3 separate regions of the Sus scrofa genome follow, and all the other regions are linked to region 2. A link is a contact called in public HiChIP or PLAC-seq data. All regions are on one chromosome and are shown on one strand. The core of a region is the stretch at or near the end of the contact, and the rest is flanking DNA. Distances in the headings are between cores, read along the strand shown. Region 1 overlaps CABP7 (calcium-binding protein 7). Region 2 overlaps MTMR3 (myotubularin-related protein 3). Region 3 overlaps ASCC2 (activating signal cointegrator 1 complex subunit 2).

What was found. HiChIP or PLAC-seq counts read pairs in DNA pulled down with a chosen protein or histone mark.
Region 1: an H3K27ac HiChIP or PLAC-seq map of alveolar macrophages shows a contact between it and region 2. The contact joins two enhancer-like sites. A contact is called at or near these places in 1 of 5 promoter capture datasets (liver), 8 of 47 Hi-C or Micro-C datasets (embryonic fibroblasts, fetal heart ventricle, fetal skeletal muscle and 4 more) and 1 of 2 datasets of contacts at active chromatin or transcription factors (alveolar macrophages).
Region 3: an H3K27ac HiChIP or PLAC-seq map of alveolar macrophages shows a contact between it and region 2. The contact joins two enhancer-like sites. A contact is called at or near these places in 5 of 47 Hi-C or Micro-C datasets (alveolar macrophages, fetal liver, psoas muscle and 1 more) and 2 of 2 datasets of contacts at active chromatin or transcription factors (alveolar macrophages and skeletal muscle).

What each region holds. Positions count from the first base shown.
Region 1 is chr14:46,753,304-46,756,740 of Sscrofa11.1, forward strand. It overlaps CABP7 (calcium-binding protein 7), which reads left to right. Exons shown (of 5, transcript XM_021072790.1): 2 at 1,861-2,004; 3 at 2,949-3,061; 4 at 3,372-3,437. Among named protein-coding and RNA genes, the nearest start is that of CABP7, 7.4 kb to the left of the region's middle. Within about 2 kb of position 1,493, at least 12 of the 83 cell types and tissues checked have an H3K27ac peak or open chromatin away from gene starts, as enhancers often do. A contact at or near this core is called in alveolar macrophages, where this site is marked.
Region 2 is chr14:46,985,659-46,989,480 of Sscrofa11.1, forward strand. All of the region lies in intron 7 of MTMR3 (myotubularin-related protein 3), which reads left to right. Among named protein-coding and RNA genes, the nearest start is that of MTMR3, 110 kb to the left of the region's middle. Within about 2 kb of position 2,338, at least 4 of the 83 cell types and tissues checked have an H3K27ac peak or open chromatin away from gene starts, as enhancers often do. A contact at or near this core is called in alveolar macrophages, where this site is marked.
Region 3 is chr14:46,822,395-46,826,280 of Sscrofa11.1, forward strand. ASCC2 (activating signal cointegrator 1 complex subunit 2) reads right to left here. Exons shown (of 19, transcript XM_021072416.1): 5 at 593-660. Among named protein-coding and RNA genes, the nearest start is that of ASCC2, 18 kb to the right of the region's middle. Within about 2 kb of position 1,792, at least 38 of the 83 cell types and tissues checked have an H3K27ac peak or open chromatin away from gene starts, as enhancers often do. A contact at or near this core is called in alveolar macrophages, where this site is marked.

The sequences.
Region 1 (3,437 bases), core at 243-2,742, 230 kb before region 2:
GTCCTTTCATCAGGACTGAAAGGGCCCCTAGGGCTGGAGTTGAGGATACCTGAGGTGGGCAGAACCTGTGGCTGGGTCAGAAGGACAACAGTGCCAGTCAGAAACCCGTGTGTGTGTGTGGAGGGTCAGGCAGAGGTCAGCATCTATCGCCCAGAGACTCCCGGTGACTGGAATCCCTCAGCAGTCTCTCTAACTGCTGGGCCTCTGTTCACACACCCCTGGCGTGGGGAGCTCACGACCTCTTCAGTGGCCCAGGAAAACTCTAGGTGGGAGTCAGCCTGGAGTTCCCAGAATCCAGGGTTTATTGAAGCTCCTGGACCTGGCCCAGATCTCCCTTCCCATCTGCTTTACTGGCCAAGGGGCCAGTGGAGAGGAGACCAGATTCTCAGGTCTGCCTGGGATGGGTAGGGGGTGGTCAGAGTCAGAGGGTCTGGGGGCCTAGGCAGTTCAGGTATAGCCACTGTCTCTGGCCTGGCCTGCATGTCAGCTGGAACCTCTAGGCTTTGGGTGCAGACACCAGGCAGGAAGAGCCTGATAAAGCTTGGGGCTTTGGCCCAAGCCACCTTGCCGTGTGACTTGGGACATATGACCATCCTCTCTGGACTGTAGTAGGTCCAACAGAATCAAGGAGGGACCCTCAGAGGCAGGATTCCACAGTTGGTTTCAGGGGCTCACAGATCCCTAAGGCCAGGCCTGAGCCAGCCTAATTCCTACCCTCACCAGAAATAGGCCTGTCCCCTCACTGAGGTTGGGCACCTAGCCTCCTGGGTCTCATTTTTCAGGTGTGCATCTCATCTGTCTATTTCCAAATACACGCACACACATGAGCACACATGACACACACACGAGCTTACCTCTGCCTACTGGAGTCCCACCTGGGGGAACAGCTTAGGTGAAAATGAATTGAACAAAGAGACCCCCAAGAGCCGGAGCAGAAAGGGTGCGAGTGGATTGAGATTCCCTGCCCACCAACCCCTCTTGGGCTGAGTAACAATGAAAGGACAGCAATCAGAGAAACAGATGGAACAAAGGTAAACAGGGAGAGGTTAGGACCATTCAACCCTCAACAGTTCCTGGATGTCCCTGGTAAAACTCTTTCATCCTCACACCATTACTGCTCATTTTACTGCGGGTAAGACTGAGGCTGGCCTAAGGTCACTTACTGGGAAGTTCCCAGACTTCAGCCCAGCACCTTGATCCGCATCCCTGAGTCGCCCAGGTTCTCAGGCCTCAGTCTCCCCCTCTGTACGATGGCAGGGGAGTGATCCCCACTACTGAGCTGGCCTGGGTGTGCTGCAGCCCTTCCATCCATCCTCTGGCTTCCCCCAAACCTTGGGCTCCTGGGAGGCACTCTGAGCCAAGCTGCCAGCCCATTAGCCTGGAGCCGCAGCTGCCTCACGTGGCCTCCATTAACGAGTGTTGGCCGATGTTAACGAGCTGAGCTCAGGGAGGAAGTGCGAGGGGGATGGAAGGAGTGTGTGGGGGAGGGCAGGGAAGCTGTAGGCAGTTCCTGGAGGCTACGAGGCTGCCTGGCTTGGCGTCCTCCCCTGCACAGTGGCACCTGTGGTACTGGCCACACGAGGTCGTCGCGAGCACGCCTGGAGAAGCTATGGGAGCTCGGCCTGCGGCCTGTGCAGCTGAGACCCCTGGGCAGCTTTCACGCTGCCGCTGCCAACCAGGGTATACCTTTGCTGCCGGCTCGGCCTGCCCTGAGCTCCTGGGAGGCAGCACTATAATGGACTCTTGGGCCACCTGCCAGTTGTCTCTGACCAGACCTGCAGGCTCTGGGATCCTGGGGGTCTGGGAAGTGGGGTGTCAGGGACAGGAGTCAAGTCCTGACCTACTCTGCTCCTCTCACAGAGATCCGCGAAGCCTTCAAAGTCTTTGATCGCGATGGCAATGGCTTCATCTCCAAGCAGGAGCTGGGCACAGCCATGCGCTCCCTGGGCTACATGCCCAATGAGGTGGAGCTGGAGGTTATCATCCAGCGGCTGGACATGGACGGTGAGCACCCCCCTCCCCCCCAGGCCCTGCTGCTTTCATTTCCTCACCCCTCACCTGCAGGGGCTGAGTCTGGGGCCTGAGCCCTGCAACTGAGCCCACCGGGGGCCTCCATTCTCCCCACTCCTGCCTCCCCCAAGCCCATGGCAGTTTGTGGCCAGTTCTGGCCCCATTTCCCAGCCTGGAGAATTGAGGCCGGGGTGTTTGTTCCATTGTGGCTCAGTGGGTTAAGGATCCAGCATTGCTACTGCAGCAGGTCGGATCACTGCTGTGGGGTGGGTTTAATCCCTGGTCTGGGAATTTCCACACGGCCACTGGTGCAGCCAGGAAAAAAAAACATTGAAGCCAGAGAGAGTGTAACAGTCCTGGCCACACCTAGAGGTTGGAGACTCTGCCCTTTTCGGTCTGTATTCCCCCACATTTTTAAAGTACAGAAAAGTAGATCTCAGTTCCCTTCACGGAGAATAAAAAAGTCAGTTAATTAGTTGTATTTGCCACCTGGCATTTTATTAAGGAGAAACTCATAAGGAGCAGTAAAGCCCAGTCCCCTCCGCTCATCCCCGTGGCCTTTTCTCCACTCAGAAGGCAGGTGGTGGCCTGGACAGGTGGATCCCTCATCCTGAGCTTCGGTTCCTGTGTGGTGGGGTGGATGTCCGGCCCCACACTCGCTCCAGGACAGCAGCAGGGTGCTGGGGAGTCACGTGGGGTTTGAAATGAAATGTGTCTCCCACCTGCGAGGCCCACTCGCCTCGCCCCTCGCCCCCACCTTGTCAGGTGGGGCCTTAGCACTCTTGGTGGCTTTAGCATCAGCCCAGAGCCTGGCCCATTAGGTATCCCTGAAATTGATTCTGAGGGATCTGAGAAGTGGACCTGCCTGAGGTCCCATAGTGGCCCAGGGTGCCCAGGTGCAGCCTCACCAGCTGACTGGACCTGTGCCCATGCTCTAGGTGATGGTCAAGTGGACTTCGAGGAGTTTGTGACGCTCCTGGGACCCAAGCTCTCTACCTCGGGGATCCCAGAGAAGTTCCACGGCACCGACTTTGACACTGTCTTCTGGAAGGTACACCCTGGCTGATTGGGACCCAGGCCTGTGCACACGGTGGAAGGCTGTACCGGGGCCAGTGACAGGTCGGGCCCACACCATAGAAAGGGGGTGACACCTTCAGGCTTCTGTACACCGGACATCTTCTCTCTCAGGGGCCATGGGCTCCCTGGGGAGGCTGGTGCCAGTCGAGGACACAAGGAATGGAATGAATGGTTCCTGGCCCTCCAGAATCTAGAGGCTTGTTGCTGGCTTGTGTGGCTACAGGTGCTGGGTGGGGACTGTGGTGGTGGCGGTGGCCGGAACACTGTGTCTCCCCCCACCCAAGTGTGACATGCAGAAGCTGACAGTGGACGAGCTGAAGCGGCTGCTCTATGACACCTTCTGTGAGCAC
Region 2 (3,822 bases), core at 1,088-3,587:
GTTGAGTATGAGTTCACTGATTACAGAATGGGGAAAAGGACTTTAGACAGAGCAAGTAGCATGAATAAAGGTACAGATGTGTGAGGTTAGACCACAGAATAATGGATTACAATATGGCCTTTCTATCTTTGAATTTTCAAGTCATAGATTACCTTTTTTCCACCCCTTTCATCTCATAGATGATGAAACAGAGGTCGAGAGGCCAAGTGACTTTCCTCAGGACAAATAAAGAGGTTGAGCCTATATTGGAGCCCAGGCTTCCTGACTCCTCCTGAAATCCTTGTCACACTCACTTTCTTGCTCCCTTAAAAATGGCTTTGACTAAGTTCATATTGTTTTTCTCTGTGTAGTTTCTATAAATCTTATGCTGCCATAAATAGAGCTTTGCTGGTCCAGCAGTGAATCTTGAATGTGTCCGGCTTGGAAGCAGCATCTTGAATTCCTAAACAGTGAAACATTGTGAGCTTCCTTCCAATAAAGTTTACTCTGGGGACTTTTTCCTTTATCCTCAATTTTCAGTCCTGAACCTTTAGTCTTAACAGTTCTGCTGTGGGTTATTTTAAATGCTGAAGGCTAATCTAGCTACTTTTGTATCATTTTGTTTCCTGGCTCCATTCCTGATTGAAGCTTTTTGGTTCATATATTTAATTAAAATATAGCAAACATTACACAGCATATTTTTAAAGATGCTTTAATACATACTTTTGTTGGACCCTCATGACCTTGTCAAACAGGCACGATAGGCTGGTGTTTCTATTTTGGGAGCCAAAGAAATGGAGACTCAAAGGTAAAGGTTTTTTGCCAAGTCTCACTGCTAGGCAGTGACAAAGCCAGGATTTAAACCCCATTCTCAGCTGTTGGGAGCTGACTGAGTGGGGTGCTGTGGATACAGAGATGGAAAACAGAGGTACCTGGCCCTTCTGGATCCTTAGGGAAAGTCAGGAATTCAAGCTTCCCACAAGCCTGATTGGCTGGTGGAACCCACAGTTGTTCACAGGAGTCATCCATGCCAACCTTGGAAGGTGATGAGAATGTGTCTAAACTGTTCCTCACTTCAGTCACCCATTGAATCTTTCTTTTTCCTTTTTTGTATGAGATACCACTGTTTTTTGCTTGTTTATAGCTCTTTTCAAGTTTTTTGAGTGTATAAAAAAGTAATATTTACGTACAATGAAATGCACAAATCTTACAAGCATATTTGCTGAATTTTTAACCATGAACATCTTATTTATTAGATTTTTAGTTTCTCCCATTTTCTAGGATAATGAAGTTAGCGACTGTATTTTGCTGTCTTAACATATGTTATTTGGGAACTTTGATTTGTTTAAGACTTTTAACTCCAAAAGGTGTTCACTAGTTTAGGGTTGCTAGTGTTTAGTTAAGGCTTGAATTTCTCCTTACCTGTTAACTCCCACAACCACTGAAAATTCAGACTGAAATTCCTCATCTCTTTAGATGATTCCTTATTTCCTTGATACTTTTAGTTTCTTTTAGGATTTGAGCCAACTCTTAGGATGTTCCTAAGATGTGTGCCGGGTCAGAATTTAACTCCTATCGATTAATTATAGATGGCTTTGTCCTGAGCTGAGATAACTTTGGTCCCCAGACCTTTCCCTTCTTAAAGATATCTGGTATTTTACCAAGACACACAGATATCCATAGTTTCCTGTCTTTTCATGGATTTGTGATGGATGGAAGCATTTGGGGTGTAAAATACTGATCTAGGAACTGGAAAACCTGAATTCAAATTTGTATATTGCCATTTAATTGAAAATATTCCTGGACAAGGCATTTATCCTCCCTGTACTTTAGTTTTTTTTGATCTTCAGAGTGGAATATTTTTGTTCTTCCTGCCCAAGCTGATGTGGGTATCTTGAAGATCAAATCTGTTAATGCTGGAGAGTTTAACTCATAAATGTTTCAGTGCCTTCTATGTGCCATGCTTGTGAACATTCATTTTGGAAATTATGAACATACAAGATGATGTCATTGTAACTGATTAGAACTTACTCTGAGTAAAGGTTGTATTTTGTTTCTTTTCAATATATATACCACACTGAATTTAACCTGGTACAACTCACATTCACTCTTATTGTACTTCAGTGACTTGGTTTGGGAGTGTGTATATGTACAGCTTTTGCCTTTTATGTATTTTCACTATGGAGTACAAAGGAAAACATTCTTAAAAAATACTGTGGTGGCATTTTGAAAGCAAGTCAACCTGGTTCTTCTGTCTCCACCCAATATTGTTGAGTGTTGGTGGCGGCTACAGCGTTACTCACCAATAATGAGCAGGCCAGACAACCACATTCTTACAAATCATCTTTCGGTGAGACAGCACTTGAGATATTTCAAAGTCATACTGTTGTATAATCTGCCTCAACACATGAGATCATAAGCATAGACTCTCATGGGTGGAAGTTCATTTAGTCTTTCAGAATTTAATGAAACCTTTTATGGATTCTTTTCTGCCTAGCCTGTTGAGAGCAGAATGTGTCAGAGAGGGGGAAAATGGGAAAATTACATCATTATCTTGTATTCATGTAAATCTTAGTTTCTGGCTGTTGACCCTGTCATAGTTAAGCCAACCATACTGTGGTCATAGCTCTTGGTCTTAATCTCCTTTGAAAGAAGTTTCTACATTGTTGTTGGAGTTATTGTTAAACTGTTGACTCTTTTATCTTTCTCTCAAACTCTTAAAAAGAATGGACTAAAGCTTAAAGCTTCTCTCCTATATGCTCGGCGTCCTTCTCATTTTAGCTGATTTCTTGGTGATTGGTCTGTACTTAAGCATTAATTTGGAGGTCTGACTGATAACTGGGAAATTCAGTTACTAGTTTAGAGAGGTTCAGACCCACTTCTCCTGTGACATGCCCAGTAAACACATCTTGCTTAACCATGAAGAGCATATGACTCTGGGTCTTATACTGTTGTGCAGCTGCCTGTTTAGTATAAAGTAAAGGCCCTTGCCACAGAGTCTGTTTTGTGAGTTTGAATGCAGTCCAGTAAATATACATCTAGATGACTGCACTGGGACCTTTGTTCATAGAAAAGAATGATTCTTCTCTGTATTTGAAAATCTGGGAGAGCTACTTCTCACCTTCTTTGGTACTATCTTTCTTCACATCCTGGTTAAGGGCCTGGCTCTTCAATCTGAGGCCTTTAAGCTGTATATAACTGAAGGCTTGAATACTCAGAACAACCCAGTGAGCTGGACTTTTGGGGGCAGAATTATTTTAGATTGCTGATTGACACTGTGGTTATGATAGAGCGACTTATTTCTTTAGAGCTTTCATTCCCATTGAAATAAGAATTGCTGGACTGTGTTTGTATTTGTAGTATAAGAATCACAATGTTGGAGTTCCCACTGTAGCTCAATAGGTTAAGGATCTGACATTGTCTGTGAGGATGTGGGTTCGATCCCTGGCCTTACTCAGTGGGTTAAGAATCTGGTGTTGCCACAAGCTGCCGTATAGGTTGGAGATGCAACTTGCATCTGGTGTTGCTCTGGCGTAGGCCACAGTTACGGCTTCAATTTGACCCCTGGCCCAGGAACTTCCATATGCTTCAGGTGTGGCAGTAGAAAGAAGAAAAAGCAAAAGAAATACAGTGTTAGAAGGGAACAAATCCTCATTTAGGGTTGGGGGAGGCACACAGGAAGGACTGAAAAGGAAACATAAAGCCAAACAAAACTTATGACCCTAATATTTAAAATAAAGTGAGATACTACAGCATATCTAATATTGAATCAGTGGAGACATGAGAATTCCGAAAGGAGAATTTCTTAAGGAAATCTAGCAATATATGTCCTTGGTATGCACT
Region 3 (3,886 bases), core at 542-3,041, 160 kb before region 2:
ATCCTTAGAGCCAGATGGCTGATGACAAGCAACAGAAAATGCACCTCAAGGAGTTCCCTTGGTGGTGCAGTGGTTAACGAATCCGACTAGGAACCATGAGGTTGTGGGTTCGATCCCTGGCCTTGCTCAGTGGGTTAAGGATTCGGCGTTGCTGTGAGCTGTGGCGTAGGTCACAGATGCGGCTCGGATCCCGTGTTGCTGTGGCTCCGGCGTTTGCTTGGCAGCTACAGCTCCAGTTCGACCCCTAGCCTGGGAACCTCCATATGCCTCGGGTGCGGCCCTAGAAAAGACAAAAAAAAAAAAAAAAAAAGAAAGAAAGAAAAAAGAAAATGCACCTCAAGCTCTTTGTGTATGAGTGCTGGACAGCCCTTAGGTTTCGGTCTGGTTCAAGAGGGGAAAGGACAAATCCGAAGGAGTGAGGGGAGGGGTAGGACGCAGAGATGGTCTGGAGATGGGTCTGGAGGAGGGGTGAGATGAGGGGCAAACATCTCCCCCGGACTCTTCCAGCAAAGTCTAGGAACATCACCAGTGGGGGGAAGGGGGGTGGGCCTCCTCAGCCTGCCCGCCCTCGGGCAGGGCTGAGAACTGGTACCTGAAGGATGGTGGGCACGGTTGCATCCAGGTCATTATAGTAACTTGGCTGCTGGAGAAAGATGTTTCCTGAAAAGAGAAAAGAAAGGTAAGAATTGGGAAAAGACAGTGAGCATGGAGAGGACACATTACAAATGGTTGCCAGCGTGTTCTGTGACCTTTCTCCCCTTTCCTAAGCCTGCCTGCACCAGAGCAGTCCTGGCCCCAGGCCCTGCTGGCACAGAGCTTTGGCCCAGCCTAGAAACTTCCCCAGGGTAGGGGAGGGACCTTGCTCAGTACAATTTAACCTTTTGAGCACCTCTGCCCAGTGAATTATGTAAAAGACCCACCCTGGTCAAACCAGCTCACCCTGTCATCCCCAGGGAATGATCACACCTGGGCACTGTGCCTGGTATGACGGCACTAGCTTTGTAAATGGCAGTCAGTCATCCAGGAAAATTAGGAGATGTGATTTCTTTGCTCAAGAAACCTGGGTGCGACCATCCAGGATACTTGCCAGGCCAGGCCTTCAATAATGTGAAGAGATTCTAGGGTGGCCTATCTCTAGAAATTCTCTTACCCTCTGCCTTTGAATCTGCTAGCCACTCTAATCCCTACTCCAAGGTGAGAAGCCTGAAAGGGACCTGGAGGGATATTTCTCACACATGTGCAGTCATTCCTATAAAAGGAAGCCCCTCTCCAAGTGTTTACTATCTTCCAAGTGCTGCTGCTCTGAGTGCGGAGGTTAGAGCATATGGTAACTGGAATAGACGGTGGATGTTCTAGTTGCCTAAATGGGGATGGAAGGCGGGGAGGGAGGGAAGGTCATGGCTAGCTGAGGGGCATGGTGAAGCAAAATGCCAACACCTGGGCTCCTCGTATCACTAGCATCCCAGCATCTAAGGCTGTCTGTCTGTCAGGATGTTCTGAATTTTAGGTGTCCTCTGACTTTGGGTGGGTCTGTCCTTGGTTGCCTTCCTGATAACCCTGCAGCCCTCACCCCAACCTGGAGGATTTGAAGATGAACAAGATCAAAAGCCAAATGGGGCTGGGTGAGTAAGCCAGTGACTAGGTGGCTGGACTTTCTGTAAACACTTTCCTGGAGGCCACTTCGTTCCTTGATTCCAGAAAGCTGAGTTTTCCCTGCATGAGCTTGCTCAGTGCTTCCAGCCTCCAGATGGGTGCTGATCTCTCAACCTGTGAAGGTATGTCCTGACCATCTGCACCTACTTCCTGATCCTGACTGGCAGGGAGTGACGGAGCTGTCTTCCCATCAGCCTCTGCTCTTCCTCATAAAACTGTTCCTATTGCTATCCTCAAGGTCAATTTCAAACTCCTGACCATGGTGCAAAAGGCCCTGTGAGATATGGCCTCTGCAGGCATCTCGGGCCATCCTCCTCCCATTCTCCGAATTGCATTCCTCCCTCACACCATCCTCAACCTCACAGAACGAGCTCTGTCCCCTCCCTCTGCCTGCAGTGACCTCCCAGAACTAGGTCCACCATAAGGCAGGCGTCAATTTCTCCGGGCAGAGCCCCCTGACACCAGCATCTGGAGCAGGCATCCCCCCTCATAATGCCCAGCCCACACAGTGGGCCTCACCACACCTGGACCACCAAGCATTGGGGAAAGCACCTCTCACAGTCCTTCCCATGCCTAAGCCTCAGTCACAGGGGTGACTGATTAGGATCAAAATAGATCACATTTCGCAATCTACCCTTGGGGGCTTTGGAGTCTCTTTCTACTTCTTTATCTGATTCGGATGACAGTGCAGATCTGACTTTTGATCTCTTAAAGAAATAATTAAAATGTAAGGGACAGCCCTCGAAGAGTCCCTTCTCAGAAACCCAGGGTGGATGGAAGGTACTGCCAAAAAGATCAGGGCTATCCTGCACGGGGCCAAGGCTCCAAGAGTCTAACTGAGAGGCTCTGCTTTCACAATGCCACTTGGCTGATTCACAACACCAGCCTTGAGGTTTAAAAAAAAGTGGGAGGCGGGGACATGGCAAGGACTGGGCTTCTGACCAAAGGACGGTCAGCTAGTTCCCTTGCTCCCCTCTTCTCTCCTTTGTCCACCTTCTTCCAGCTGATCTGCTTTGCTCAAGAGCTTCTGTGGTGGAGAAAGTGGAGGCTGCCCCTTGCTGTGTCTTGTGTCTTCTGCTCAAGGGTTCAAAAGAGCTGCTGCTAATGTGTGAGTGTGTGTGTGTGTGTGTGTGTCGGAGGGTGTGGAGAAGGGATCTGCAGACAGACAGACAGACACACACACACACACACACATACACACAACGATGGGGCTCCTGATGTCTGATCCTGCCCTCTTTTCTGTGAGCCAAAGAAAAGGATCTCCCTAATAAGCTAATTTAGAGTTCTCAATCTGGGGATGAAAACATTCTAAAATACCTCAAAATCGAGGGACCATGTTTCCTGGAGATAAGCTTTCATCTGATGCTCAAAGGAACCAGTGCTTTTGGGAGCCTAACCCAAAAGATGAGGAATCCTGGCATAAGCAGAGCTTCCTCACTCCACCCCAGCCTATCTGGAAGTGGCCAGACAGCATCTCTCCCAGGTCCTCATGGCTCACAGATCTAACACTGACCCTGCCTCCACTCACAACCCGCTCCCCACCTCCTGTTTTCCGACATCAGTTTTTTCCAAAGTCGTTAAGACTTCTACCTCCAGCTGACCCCCTAAGCTCTGCTTTATGCTCCTCCCCAGTGTCCTTTTCAGCCTCAGCAGCCCAACCAGGCTTTCACTTTCAAACCCACACTGAAGCCCCGGCCTCCTCCATGGCCTCCTGTCACCACCCTCCCCACGTGCATGCTGCCAGATTAGCCTTGCTACCAGATGGCTCCCTGCCCTGCTCCAAACTCCTAGAGGCTCCATGGCCTCGGCACCACCACAGCTCACACTTACCGAGTGCCCATAACGTGCCAGGTGCTGTGGGGAGCACTACCTCATATTTAATCCCCACAACCAGCCTTCAAGGTGGGTGTGTCATTAGTCTTCCCCTCTTCAGAGGAGAAAGCTCAGGCTTAGAGTGGCTAATTAACATGATCAAAGTGACACACCCAGAAATAGAGCTGGGGTGTGAACGGGCACTTCAACTCCAGAGCTGGCTCTCTTAGCCACCAAGCAGCAGTGCTCCCCAAGTGCTAAAGTCTGGTGTGGAGCCCTCCCCGATCTGGCCCCAACTTCTTCCCCTGTCTCCAGCACAGCTCTCACCAAACTGGCCCAGTAACTGTTTCTCTGCCTAACCGGCTGTGATTTTGCTCACTCACCCCATCCTCTCAGTCTACAGTATAATTATTAAGAGTCT